Regions from separate parts of the Macaca mulatta genome. Here region 2 is linked to region 1. A link is a contact called in public Hi-C data. All regions are on one chromosome and are shown on one strand. The core of a region is the stretch at or near the end of the contact, and the rest is flanking DNA. Distances in the headings are between cores, read along the strand shown. Region 1 holds the start of MAN2A1 (mannosidase alpha class 2A member 1). Region 2 holds the start of SLC25A46 (solute carrier family 25 member 46).

Region 1 (5,978 bases), core at 1,482-3,981:
AGCAGCAGCAGCAATTGGAATCACTTCTTGATTAAGTTTATGAGTCCACAGTTATTCTACTAGATTTATTCTGCACTGGTGAATTAAATGAGAATAAGTATCACCACCCCTACTCCTTTTAAGGCTTTTATGGTAGCACTGATTCCTGCAATTCCTCCCAGCCATGCAGTGTTGCATCTGGTGAACTAAATGGAAGCTCCAAGAGCTCCTGGAGCTTCCATTTAGCTCTCCCTAATAATGGTCCTCTTTCTATGGCTAAATCCCAATGTGGGGATCCTGTCAGTTGCTAAGTATGTCTATTACAATTATTAGATTGATGCCAAAGTAATTGCTGTTTTTGCCATTAAAATTATGTCATTAATACATATTCCAATTATACTGGGAAAGTAGACACATAGTTGGTATGTGGACTAACAGTGGTGATTTCTGTCCCCAGGAATTAGCATCAACTCAGAGCCAGTGTTTAGTAAACCTAAAATGATCTGTGTATTTCCTTTTTGCCAATGTAGAGTCACTAGTAAATGGCCACATGTCGTTTTGGGGAAAGCTTGAAAGAATTTGCCATGTGTACTGTGGCCAAGGTGCAAGATCCTTCCTAAAGGGGACACAGATTCTCTTTCAACCAAGGGACTAAGGGTCTGTGAATTGACTTAGGTCTGAGAACTGGGAGATTGTGACTACCCACTATGGTGACTCAAGTCAGGTTTTGGCTACCTGACCTAGATCTTTACAACTGTTATAAATATCAAGCAATAATCTATTTCAACTGCCTACCTATTTTGTTCCCAGAGCAGCTTTGTAAGCCAAGGCAGTCTGATATCCTGCTGCCCTTTAAGGTAGATGTGCCCACCTTGTCTTTGTTATGTGCTGCCTGGCCTCTGCTATTCTGAGATTGTGTCATCCCCACTGAAACCAGGGAGCCCATCTAGATAGTGGCATCCTCTATAGTCAAGGTTTTCAAGCAAGTCTAGTCTCTTTAGACACTGGAGGGCAACCTACTTCCACTGATAAGAGAAAGAGTTGGAGTGTTTAAGATTGTCGGTTTCATCTGGGTCCAACCCATTTCAAGTATTGAGATTCTATTATTAAAAAATAACACCCTTTTACGTGAAAAACTGAGAATGTGTATGAATTTAATAGCAGTTATAATTTAGTAACATGAAAATTAAAATTTTGTTTCTCAGCATCATTCTTGTCGCTACAATAAACCAGAGCTTTTAGAATTCTACAGAATATCTCTGGTTCTCATGCCATAACTCTGAGAGTTAAAAAACCTGTGCTTTCATTTCTCTTTATAACTAACCACTCAAAAGAATCCATCCCACACCAGTCTTTCTAGTCACCTTTACAACCATAGCAGTCAAGTGTAGCAGCCACTTGGGCCCCCAAGGCACAGGCTTCAGTTGGCACTTCATCAGGATCAACCACAGGTAATTGCTTAATTGAGATGCCCAGCATGTCATGAATTACATTTCCCTTTGGCAACGAGCTCAAGCTCAAAACCTCAATCAAACTGACCTTTAATCCCATCTTTGCAGGTCTATTTCTTGGGACTATTCCTGGGACAGGGAAGGCTTAATAAAAAGAATTATTAACTATAATAGAGAATTAGAGTAATGAAGGATTCACTAGTGAAAAGAGAACTTCAAAGAATATAGCAACAGCAGGTATAAGGAGCTAACCTTATAACTAACTCTTGGACTGAGAGACAGAGTGCCCAATGAAGAATCTCCCCAATTCCTCCCAGGGCTAAGATCTAGACCTTTTTGGAGAGGGCATGACCTGGCTCACTGAATGGCAGAGAAGTCACCATTGGGCTACGCCTGCAAAGCTTGTGGAACATGTGCCCTCTGCAACTTGCTGCAAATACCTCTAGGGTACCAGGGAAGTTATGCATGGGGTAGTGTCTCACCTCCTCTACAAAGCTCCTGGAGTTGGGCACGGGAGAGGAAATTGCTAGTTACTGAGCACTATAGGATCTTGGCACTGGAGAAAGCCAGGTATGCTGCAAAAGCCTATCAATACACAGAAACCAGGAAGCAAAATCCTTTTTTTCTGTAATGTCTCTTCAGCGCCCTCTACTGACAAAGCTTCAGTCCCAGAAGGCAAACGAAAAACTGTTTAAAAGGCTCAGATCCATTTTTACAGTGCAGTCAAAAAGGGTGAATTTGGAGCTGAGAGGCAATCAATAACTGGCACAAGCATCACTTCTCAGATTACACTCATGGAATTCGCAGTCAGATGTTTCTACATGTGCCTGGACGGCCCTTTGTCAGTCTCCTTTCCCCCAGGTTTCAACAGGCTGTGACCAAAGGAGGAAATAGCCCGAAGAGAATGTGCAAGCCCTCTTCTCTTGCATTTCCTCCAGCCCTTCACTAAGTACTCTTCCAGGCACGCCAGGCCCGAGTGTCCTAGGATAGGAAACCTGGGCAACAAAGGGAAGTGGGGTGTAAGTTCAACCCCCTGTTGGACGTGGGGTGCTGGCGCCTGAACGCCTCCGAAGGCCTCAACTCCCAGAAAGCTGCCTGCCAGGTCACAAGAGCCTTGTGAGGTCTTCCTACCGCCGGGACACTGGGAGGCAGGCGCGGGGCGGGTCCGGCCGGTGACGCTCTGCGATTGGGCGCCGGGGGGCCCGCCCCCTCAACTCGGAGCGCCGGGAGGGGGCGGGGCCAGCCGCCCGCTCGGCTCAGGGGCTGTCGGCGCTTATTGACCCGGCGGCCGCCGCGCCGCCGCTGTCTCCTCCTGCTCGTAGCAGGCGGTGCTGGAGCGCCAAGTGGCGCTGGAGAACCGGCGCTTCCTTTCGCCGCTGCCGCCGCCATCTCCGCGTTTGTGGGGCGGGAAAGAGGGAGGGGGATCGCGGCTGCAGCTGGAGCGGGCTTCTCTCCGGGGACGGTCCTTTTCTCCCTGCTCTCCTTTTCCTTCTCCCCGCGTTGCCACCGCCCGCCCCCTGCACCTCCCCGCGCAGCCTGGGTTCGGGAGGGGGAAGGTAGAGACGGCTGGGGGCGGGAGAGGCCGGCAAGCGGATGCTAGCTCTGAGGAAACTCATCAATTCGTGCGCCCCGGAGTCCAGGGTACACACCGGCCCAGTGGCGGCGGCGGCGGCGGCGGCGGCAGGAAGGGGCTCAGTTGGGGGAGGCGGGGGCGGTGCCGCGGGGGCGGGCCCGACCGTCCCGGCTAGAAGTTGTAGGGCTAGGTTCTTCACGACCCTGTTCCTTTCTCCTCCGCTTCTCTGACCTAGCTGCGCGGCCCCGGCCCGGGAACTGCCGAACCCGCGCCTCCCCTGGGTGAGGAGGACACGCCTGCCCTCGTCGAGAAAACTTTTCCTGCCGACTCAGTTGGCGCGGCGGTGGCAGGAAGTGCGGGCAGCGACCTCTCCTCCGCCTGCCCCGCGCGCCCTGCCGGAGGTCGGCGCTGAGCTTACGATCAAGTTTGTGGGGGCCCCTTCCCAGCTGCCGGCGAGTCTCGCCTCGAGAGGGGCGCCCGGCCCCGGGGAGGGCGGCAGGCCAGGGCGAAGGCCAAGGGCGTGTGGTGGCGCCGGAGACTTAGGTGCGGAGCACGGCTGGGACTAGCACCCGCAGCCGACAGCGCGGAGGGCGCGCAGCCTGGGAGAAGGGAGCCTCCGGCGGCTGCTTCCTGGAGTCAACAGTCCGCTGTCTCCTCTGGCTGAGGACAGTGTCCTGGCCCCGAGTCTATCGAGGAAAATGAAGTTAAGCCGCCAGTTCACCGTGTTCGGCAGTGCGATCTTCTGTGTGGTGATTTTCTCGCTTTATCTGATGCTGGACCGGGGTCACTTAGACTACCCCAGGAACCCGCGCCGCGAGGGCTCCTTTCCTCAGGTAAGCACCTGGGAAGGGGGCGCGGGGCTCCGAGGGGCCAGGCGTGCGGGCCCCTGGTTACCGGGGGGGCCAGGCGTGCGGGCTCCTGGTTACCGGCTCCTCCCCGACCTCTTCCTCCTGCCGCGGCCCCACACCGGTGCTGGGCGAGGCCAGGCCAGGGGAGGGTCCCAGCCGCCGCCAGCCGGGGCTCTGTAGCTCTCGGACGGCAATGATCATCTCTTGGGAGCCATCTCGCCCGGGCGCGCCGAGTTAACAAAGTGCCGGGCGGCGTGCGGCGGCGGCATCGCTCTCAGGGAAGTGGCCATGTTCCGGCATTCGCACCCGGCCTGTTGGGGTGGCTTCGGGCACCTGCTGGCGGGGGAACGGGCGCGGCGTGAGGCGCCCCCCCAGCCCGGGGCCCGCGTATGGCGGTGGGGTCGTTCTCGGCTCTTACGGGGTTAAGTCGCCCGCACAGTCCAGACCCCTACGCTCACCGAGTCTCGGAAATGGATCAAACCGACCCCACCTAGCCTTATTATTATTTTTTTTCTTCCCCACTGCCTCTGAAGAGAGAGAAGTTTATTTCGTGTTGCAGCCGTTTTAGATGTGAATCTGTAGGTTGATTTTAGTGTCGTCATTCTTCAGCTATTACCTCTGGATTGTTTGTAGCAGACATGGGGAACCGAGTGGGGAAGCGCGTGTTATACTCCGGCCGAAAGCTGTGGGGCGCTCAGCCCTGCGTCCAGTGGTAAAATTGGTAAATGAGTTGGGAAAACGACCCATCCAAAGTCTTATTTAAAGTTACCGAAAATAAGCAAAGCGGACACAATCTGTTCCCTTTGGAAGGGTACCCGCCGCGCGGCATGTGCGAGTTCAGTTTCAAGTTATTTGCCAATAACCTGTGCACTTCAGAAATTGGGGTGGAACTGGGTATTATGTAGTGTGCTCTGGAACGGATGAACCTGAAGAACTCAAACCCTGACAGGGCAATCTAACTATTCCTACTTGACTTACGAGAGAGAGAGAAGCCTAGACGTGAAGTTGATTTTTTTTTCTCTTTTGTGACAACTTAAATGACCAAAGAATATTCTTGCCATTTTTTTTCTATTATGCTAGAGCAAATGGCATGAATTTAATTGAGATTAAAGGACAAACTTTACTGGAATTATTTTGAAAGTGAAAAAAGACCCTTTTATGGGTGCTATCATCAATACAGAGCACTCAACATGTTTTGTCGGTGAGAGGTATTAAAAATCTTGCTGCAGAGAGATGTATCAAAATTTTAAAAGCCTCTGCTTTCCTTAGGTAGTATGACAGAGAAAATAGAAACAAGCACTATGGGCATCTTTAAATCTTGAGCTCAAAGCTTGTCCAGTGCTTCTTGATGAGGTTGGAGAGAACAGTTGGAAAAAGGTAAGGAGTTTTAAGCTTAGCTTGATATGTTGTGTAATTTTGGGATTGAAATTACTGTAATTTTTTTCCCTCCAGTAACCTCATTTTCAGAATTTCCTCCATTACAAGAAAATCATAAAAAGTGATATATTTTACTTAAAGCATTTCCTTAAATAATGTCCTTTGGCTTTGGCTTGATGATCACTTGAAAATGATTTATGCAAACATCTGGACCTGGGTTTTCTGGCAACCTTGACATTTTCTCTATTTCTAAAGACGTGAGTGACTCATTCAGTTACTGGGAAATCTTAGGCAAAGCTAATTCCAATATTGTAATACCCATCCTTAGTCCTCAATGAGAGGCTGAAGTTCTGCTTTAAGTGTAAGAGCAGAACTTCATCACCTTTCATTTGATGAAAGGTGAAAGTGGCTGCTGGAGAAGGCTGTTGGTACTGAACTGGGAGGTAGAGCATTTTGTATTTAAGATTGCCTTTCTCAGATTTTCTATACTGGATTTTCACTGCAGAAAGAAGAAATTCTTTGAGTGCCCGGAAGGCCGCTGACTCCCCAAGCAGACAGACATTTTAAGACCCTTCTGTAAGCTTAACCGTTATGTGTGTGACATTAGCCTTCGTATCTTAGGTAAACTTCAGTGGGCGAGGGAACTGAGGCACGGAGAGATTAATTAGCTTGCCCAAGGTCACACAGCTGTAAGCTGAGATTTGAACAGGTAGCCTTTGTAGCCCAGGCTCCCAGCCACTATGTTGTCGT
Region 2 (5,978 bases), core at 1,413-3,912, 1.0 Mb after region 1:
TAAACATATGTATGTTATCCATGCCAGAAACATGTAAAAAAAACCCTATATTTGTTTTCTAAGATTTTGGAGTCAAAAAATATGGTTATTTTTACAGTTTTTGATACATAGTGCCAAACTGCTGTCCATCAGAAAGTTATGTTTTATATCACTTCAGAAATTAATGAAAGATACTTTCTTCTAACCTGGAAAGATTTTTCCCTTTTAAACATCTTAATATGTGAAAGACAATTGTTGTTAAGATTTACCTTTTTTTCGATTAGTAAAGGACATTTTTATATGATATTATCTATTTACATTTCCTTTTTTTTTTTGCATGAATTGCCTCTACATGTCCTTTGCTCATATTTCTGATTTGCCTTTATTCATTGGTATGAACTCTTTGTACATTAAAGATACTAATCCATTGTTTAAACCATGTTAAAATGTCATTTTTCTTAGTTTGTGATTTGCCTTTCAATTGTAATTACTATATATTTTAAAATTTACTACATAGAAATTTAAATTTTATACAGTCATATTGATTATAGTCTTTTACTGATTTCTTACATGGCTTTTGACTTTGCTGTACTCTTAGAAAACTTTCCAACTCACTGTTTAAAAGGCATCCACCTCGCCGGGCGCAGCGGCTCACACCTGTAATCCCAGCACTTTGGGAGGCCAAGGCGGGCAGACCATGAGGTCAGGAGATCGAGACCATCCTGGCTAACACGGTGAAACCCCGTCTCTACTAAAAAAAAAAAAAAAAAAAAAAAATTAGCCGGGCGTGGTGGCGGGCACCTGTAGTCCCAGCTACTCGGGAGGCTGAGGCAGGAGAATGGCGTGAACCCAGGAGGTGTAACTTGCAGTGAACCGAGATCACACCACTGCACTCCAGCCTGGGCCACAGAGCAAGACTCTGTCTCAAAAAAAAAGGCATTCGCCTATATTATTTTCTTCCAGTATTTAATTTTTAAAAATTTAAGAAAAATACAGTATATTGCAGCTTTACTTTCAGGGTAAGCTGTGAGGTAGGGCTCTTATTGCCTTGCTTTCCCCCTCAACTGGCTACCCAGCTGCTCTCCGTTCAATAATTCATCCTTTCTCCACTCATATGGATGTGAAATTCTGAGATGCCACTGTTTTTATATTAAAAGTACAGACATAATTAGACCTTCTTACCTTTCTCCTTAAAAAAAAATAGCTTACGACCTGAAACAATACCATCCTTGAGCCAATCATTCCAAAGGAATAGATAAATATTTTTTATGTTTGATATTAACTATCCAGTAATTTGGTATTAGTACACCAGTAATACTCAACACCTTTGAGTATTGTCAAGAGACTCAACACCTTTGTCCATGCTGCATCGCAATCAAATTTAAGAATGTCAATTCGTTATTTAAAAATGTTAATTGTACAAACATTCCAATTACACTCTTCTTCGTTATTTAAAAATGTTAATTGTACATTTTTAAATAACGAAGAAGAGTGTAATTGGATTGTTTGCAACAGAAAGGATAAATGTTTCAGGTGATGGACATCCCATTTACCCAAATGTTATTATTACACATTGCATGCTGTATCAAAATATCTCATGTAACCCATAAATATATACACTTATTACATACCCACAAAAAATAAAAGTAGTGATAAAACTGTAAACAAAAATGTCACTTCGCTCAAAACAAAGCTGATTATCACTTTCAATCAAGGTTCGCATCTGGAAGGTCGAGAACAGCACGTCAGAGTTCTCTTGGAAAAGCTCTAGGAATCCTGGGCGTCCATCGAGTTGAAGGAACATAGGATGAACCCATGGAAGGCTTCCTCAGATCTGAGGAGGGAGCCTGCCCCAAGAGCCCGTGGACCTAATGAAAACAGGTAGTAGGGGACCCTCTACAGAACTCTTCTCAGTTATTTAATTAGAGGTCCCGATTTTGAAAGATACAACTGGGATTTCAATACCCTGAGTGATTTAGATACATCGGGAAAAATACGACAGAAAACTAGTTTCTTTACAGCCTTAGAAAAGTAAAACCCGTAATTCCTCACTCCACGAGGGCAGTATTCGAGTACGTGGGTTTCCTTCTCCCCCGACGTTCACCTGAACTTTTAAAATGCTTGCTCTGGTGGTCCATAGCACTTTCGCGCTCACTGGGCGGTACCATATCTCTCAATAGATTTTATCCAAAACCGCAAGTGCGGGAGACAAAGCTAGGTAGAAGGTTACCAACCCTCCACAACTCCAACCTTTACTAGCTTCCTCGGAGCAGGTGAGGCACCAGCCCCGTGAGAATACACTGAGATCTGGGGCGTAGCTGTGACATGAGGTATTTCTGGCCGAGATCTCACCGGGTAAGCTCCACTCGCGGGTTATCGGCTCCCTCCAAGAAGCATCTTTGACCTCCTCCCATGTAGGCCCTATTCCTACACCAATTCTCTTTCTGGAATCTCTTTGGTACCGTGTTTCATTAATCCCACAACCATATTCCCACCTATTCCCTAATGACAACAAAGTTTTAAGTTATAGGTTACCGCCGTGTCTCCCTAGCAACCGTGCCCACTAATGGTTGCCGGAAGAGGCTATAATCACGTGCTCCCAAGACTTCCGGGTTTCTAACGTGACTTCCGGTTGTCAGAATATCCCCCAGACGCGGCGGCTGCCTAGGGGAAACTGTGTGGTCTTAGGTCGCGGTGGCCCGGGTGGTGGTGGGCTCCGGGCGGGCTCGCGTCATCCTGCCCCCGCTGCAATGCATCCGCGGCGCCCGGACGGATTTGATGGCTTGGGCTACCGGGGCGGTGCCCGGGACGAGCAGGGCTTCGGCGGCGCTTTCCCTGCAAGGTCCTTCAGCACCGGGGCGGACCTGGGCCACTGGGTGACGACTCCCCCAGACATCCCCGGCAGCCGCAACCTGCACTGGGGCGAGAAGAGCCCCCCCTACGGCGTGCCCACCACCTCCACCCCGTACGAAGGCCCCACGGAAGAACCCTTTTCCACTGGCGGCGGCGGCGGTGTGCAGGGGCAGAGCAGTGGTGAGAAGCACGGGGACCGACGCAGGGATGGTGGGTTAGTGGGGCGGCGGCTTGAGGCCTGCAGACCCCGGAAGCGGCGCAGAGGGTCCCGCCTCCTGCTCCTTTTCATCCTATCGGGCGCCACACCCTTTGCCCTCCTTCGTCCTCTGCCCCTGAAGCCGGCCTTCTCCCTCTTCCTCACGCAAACGAATTCTCCTGGATCAATTCCAAAAAAGACATCTGCCTTAGCTATGGGGTACATAGTAGGAATTTTTAGAGGTTTTGGTGTCCCAACTGATGGCCAGAGTTAAAAAGGAGTTTGGATTATTTACTGTTACCTGATTAACTTTGGCAGCTGTATTTTCTCGATTTAATTAATTAATGAATGTGTTTACTCGTAGTTTTGTGTTCTGAAGAGAGAAGCCTTTCAGCATAAGCAAATTTGGGTTCAAACTTGGTTGTGCCACTCGTAATCTGAACAACTTAACCTCTGTGAGCCCTCAGTTTTCTCATCTTTAAGATGTGTAGAAGAATCCAGTATGGGATACATAGGCAAAAAAAAAAAAAGTTTCCTTCCTTTTCCTTTTTAAACACAGGAGTTTTATCTGCTTTTCAGATCCCCAGTCTAGAAAGTTTCCTTCCTATAATTTTCCCTTCTGCTTTCTTTCTTCTGACCTAAAAACTACATATAAAAGTTAGAAACATGAATACAATTTCAAGATAGGACTTTGGAATCATGACATAATTATTCTCTATGGGATATCAGAAAAGCTGCAACACTGCATAATGTACATATTTTCAACATCCTTTTTTATTCATAAAGAATAATAGCTACTTCTTTCTATTCTGCAATTGTTAGAATAATAGATTAATGGTATTATTTAATATTAAATTTATTGTAGATATCGGCTTTATTCTCATTTCCTCGACTTTGACTTGGAAATAAAATAATATTTATTCAACTAGGAAGAATAGACTTTAACGAATGCCTAGTGAGTAAATGAGAATGTGAAGAAGGATAGATGACTTACCTAGCTAATTGTCATACAATTAGCTTTTTGACTCTTCGCTGTTTTTTGTTTTTTGCTTTTTTCCCGTTGTGTCGTACTAGTCCCAATACTAGTCCAGAAGAATACTGGAAAGGTTTTACAAGTTATAAATCAAATAATTCAAAAATGCATATACCGTTGCTACACAGTTATCTTCTTAGGCAGTAAAGTTTATGTTTTTATCTTTTCATAAGTTATGCTTTGATGGTTACAATGAGGAAGAGTTCCTTGACACAACCAGGGGTTAATTTTGCAGCCGTAAGAGGTGTGTGAATGTTAATTTTGCAACAAACTTAGACACCAAAGAGATTTACACAGTAAACAATAGTAAATCTTCCTAACACCTTCCAGAAAATGTTAGTAGCATTTTCTGTTACTGTTTGGGGATGATCTATACATATAAAAAGAGTAAGGTTGGGCGCGGTGGCTCACACCTGTAATCCCAGCACTTTGGGAGGCCTAGGAGGGCGGATCCCGAGGTCAGGATATCAAGACCATCCTGGCTAACATGGTGAAACCATAAATTAGCCAGATGTGGTGGCGGGCGTCTGTAGTCCCAGCTACTCGGGAGGCTGCGGCAGGAGAATGGCCTGAACCCAGGAGGCGGAGCTTGCAGTGAGCTGAGATCCCACCACTGCATTCCAGCCTGGGCGACAGAGCGAGACTCCGTCTCAAAACAAAACAAAAGGGTAAAATCTAAGGAAAAAGTGCCTTAGGTAGGTAAAAGAAGCTTTCTATTTAGCTTGTACATTTTTCTAGGGTGAACCGCGTAGTTTCCCAGGAACATGCTTAGGTGGCCTTGTTCTGATTGAAAGGGAATAGTGAGGGCAATTGCTTCATTTGAAAGAGAAGAAAGAATTGTAATTTGTGAATATTGTATTATAGTTAGAATTTAATGTCTGGTTCCCTGGGGTTGTAATAGTTCACCACTATGACTTTGAGTTTAGTCAGGAAGAAAGCTTTTCTCTTCTGACATATGCATAGGAATGTTTCCAGCTGTGAACTTTTCCAGTAACACAACAGACATACCATCTGTAGTAGCACATACATATCCAGTAACCTACTCCGATTAATTAAACAGCTAGCCTCAAACTATTTAAAACTTGAAGAGATGGGGAAGAAGAGAACTGTATTTACCGATTTTGGTTATCCCTAAGTACCCTTTCAAATTAATAATTTAGAGGTGCTTTACTTGCAGTTATTGGTTTAATAAAGTGCTCTCCATCAGTAACAGTGAATAACTAGTTTTTACAGCATAGAAGGTAAAGTCGTAGGTAAAATATCAGCTGCGGCCAACCATAGAAAATTTTTTATTTGATTGGAATCAGAAGCTGAAAACTGCTAGCCCTTAGGTTCTGTCTGCATATTTGTTTCATTAGGCCCAGACAGTGTTTTAACAATTTCTGAAATAGTTGTCCAGGACTTCAAAATTGGAAGCTTTTCTATAAAATGAGAATATCTTTTTTTGAAAAAAATTACAGCTTCAAAACCCTGGGCCCACACTCTCATGTGGCAACAATGAATTGGAGTTAAAGAGTAATTGTGCTTTAAAGGCTGTACACCTTGCAATTTGCCACAAACCCCAGCAGAGTCCTTCATTCATTTAAATTATTTCCCTGGCCCCATCAGAATTTGACTTTGAAGTTTAAATGAACAGCAGGTTAATAAAATAAATGTTTAAAAATTGTTTTTAGACTAAACCTAAATATTGGTTATCAGTAATCTTATTTTTTTCTTTTTTTTTTTTTTTTACTTTAGAACAGCTGAATAGATTTGCTGGATTTGGTATTGGACTTGCAAGGTAATGTTTTATCTAAAGACGTTTAAAGCTTTTATTTATTTAATTTAGAGTTTTTCTTTAATTTATAATATTAAATGATTATTATTGCTTCCTTTAGGTTGTTTCTTTGAAGCAGCAGCTTAAATTTGGAATAATAT

What was found. Hi-C and Micro-C count contacts between places; a contact is called where the count stands out from the background.
Region 2: a Hi-C map of fetal cortex germinal zone shows a contact between it and region 1, with 5 times the contacts expected there. The contact joins the promoter of SLC25A46 here to the promoter of MAN2A1 in region 1. A contact is called at or near these places in 2 of 14 Hi-C or Micro-C datasets (fetal cortex germinal zone and fetal cortical plate).

Annotation. Positions count from the first base shown.
Region 1 is chr6:118,516,739-118,522,716 of T2T-MMU8v2.0, forward strand. It overlaps MAN2A1 (mannosidase alpha class 2A member 1), which reads left to right and starts at 2,732. Exons shown (of 22, transcript XM_015140548.3): 1 at 2,732-3,836. The coding sequence starts at 3,702. LOC114678876 reads right to left here and starts at 4,119. Exons shown (of 1, transcript XM_028849639.2): 1 at 1,102-4,119. The coding sequence starts at 3,046. The coding sequence ends at 2,687.
Region 2 is chr6:119,554,749-119,560,726 of T2T-MMU8v2.0, forward strand. It overlaps SLC25A46 (solute carrier family 25 member 46), which reads left to right and starts at 2,663. Exons shown (of 8, transcript NM_001266009.2): 1 at 2,663-3,012; 2 at 5,799-5,841. The coding sequence starts at 2,730. It overlaps TMEM232 (transmembrane protein 232), which reads right to left and starts at 2,544. Exons shown (of 14, transcript XM_078004471.1): 1 at 2,332-2,544; 2 at 1,611-1,702.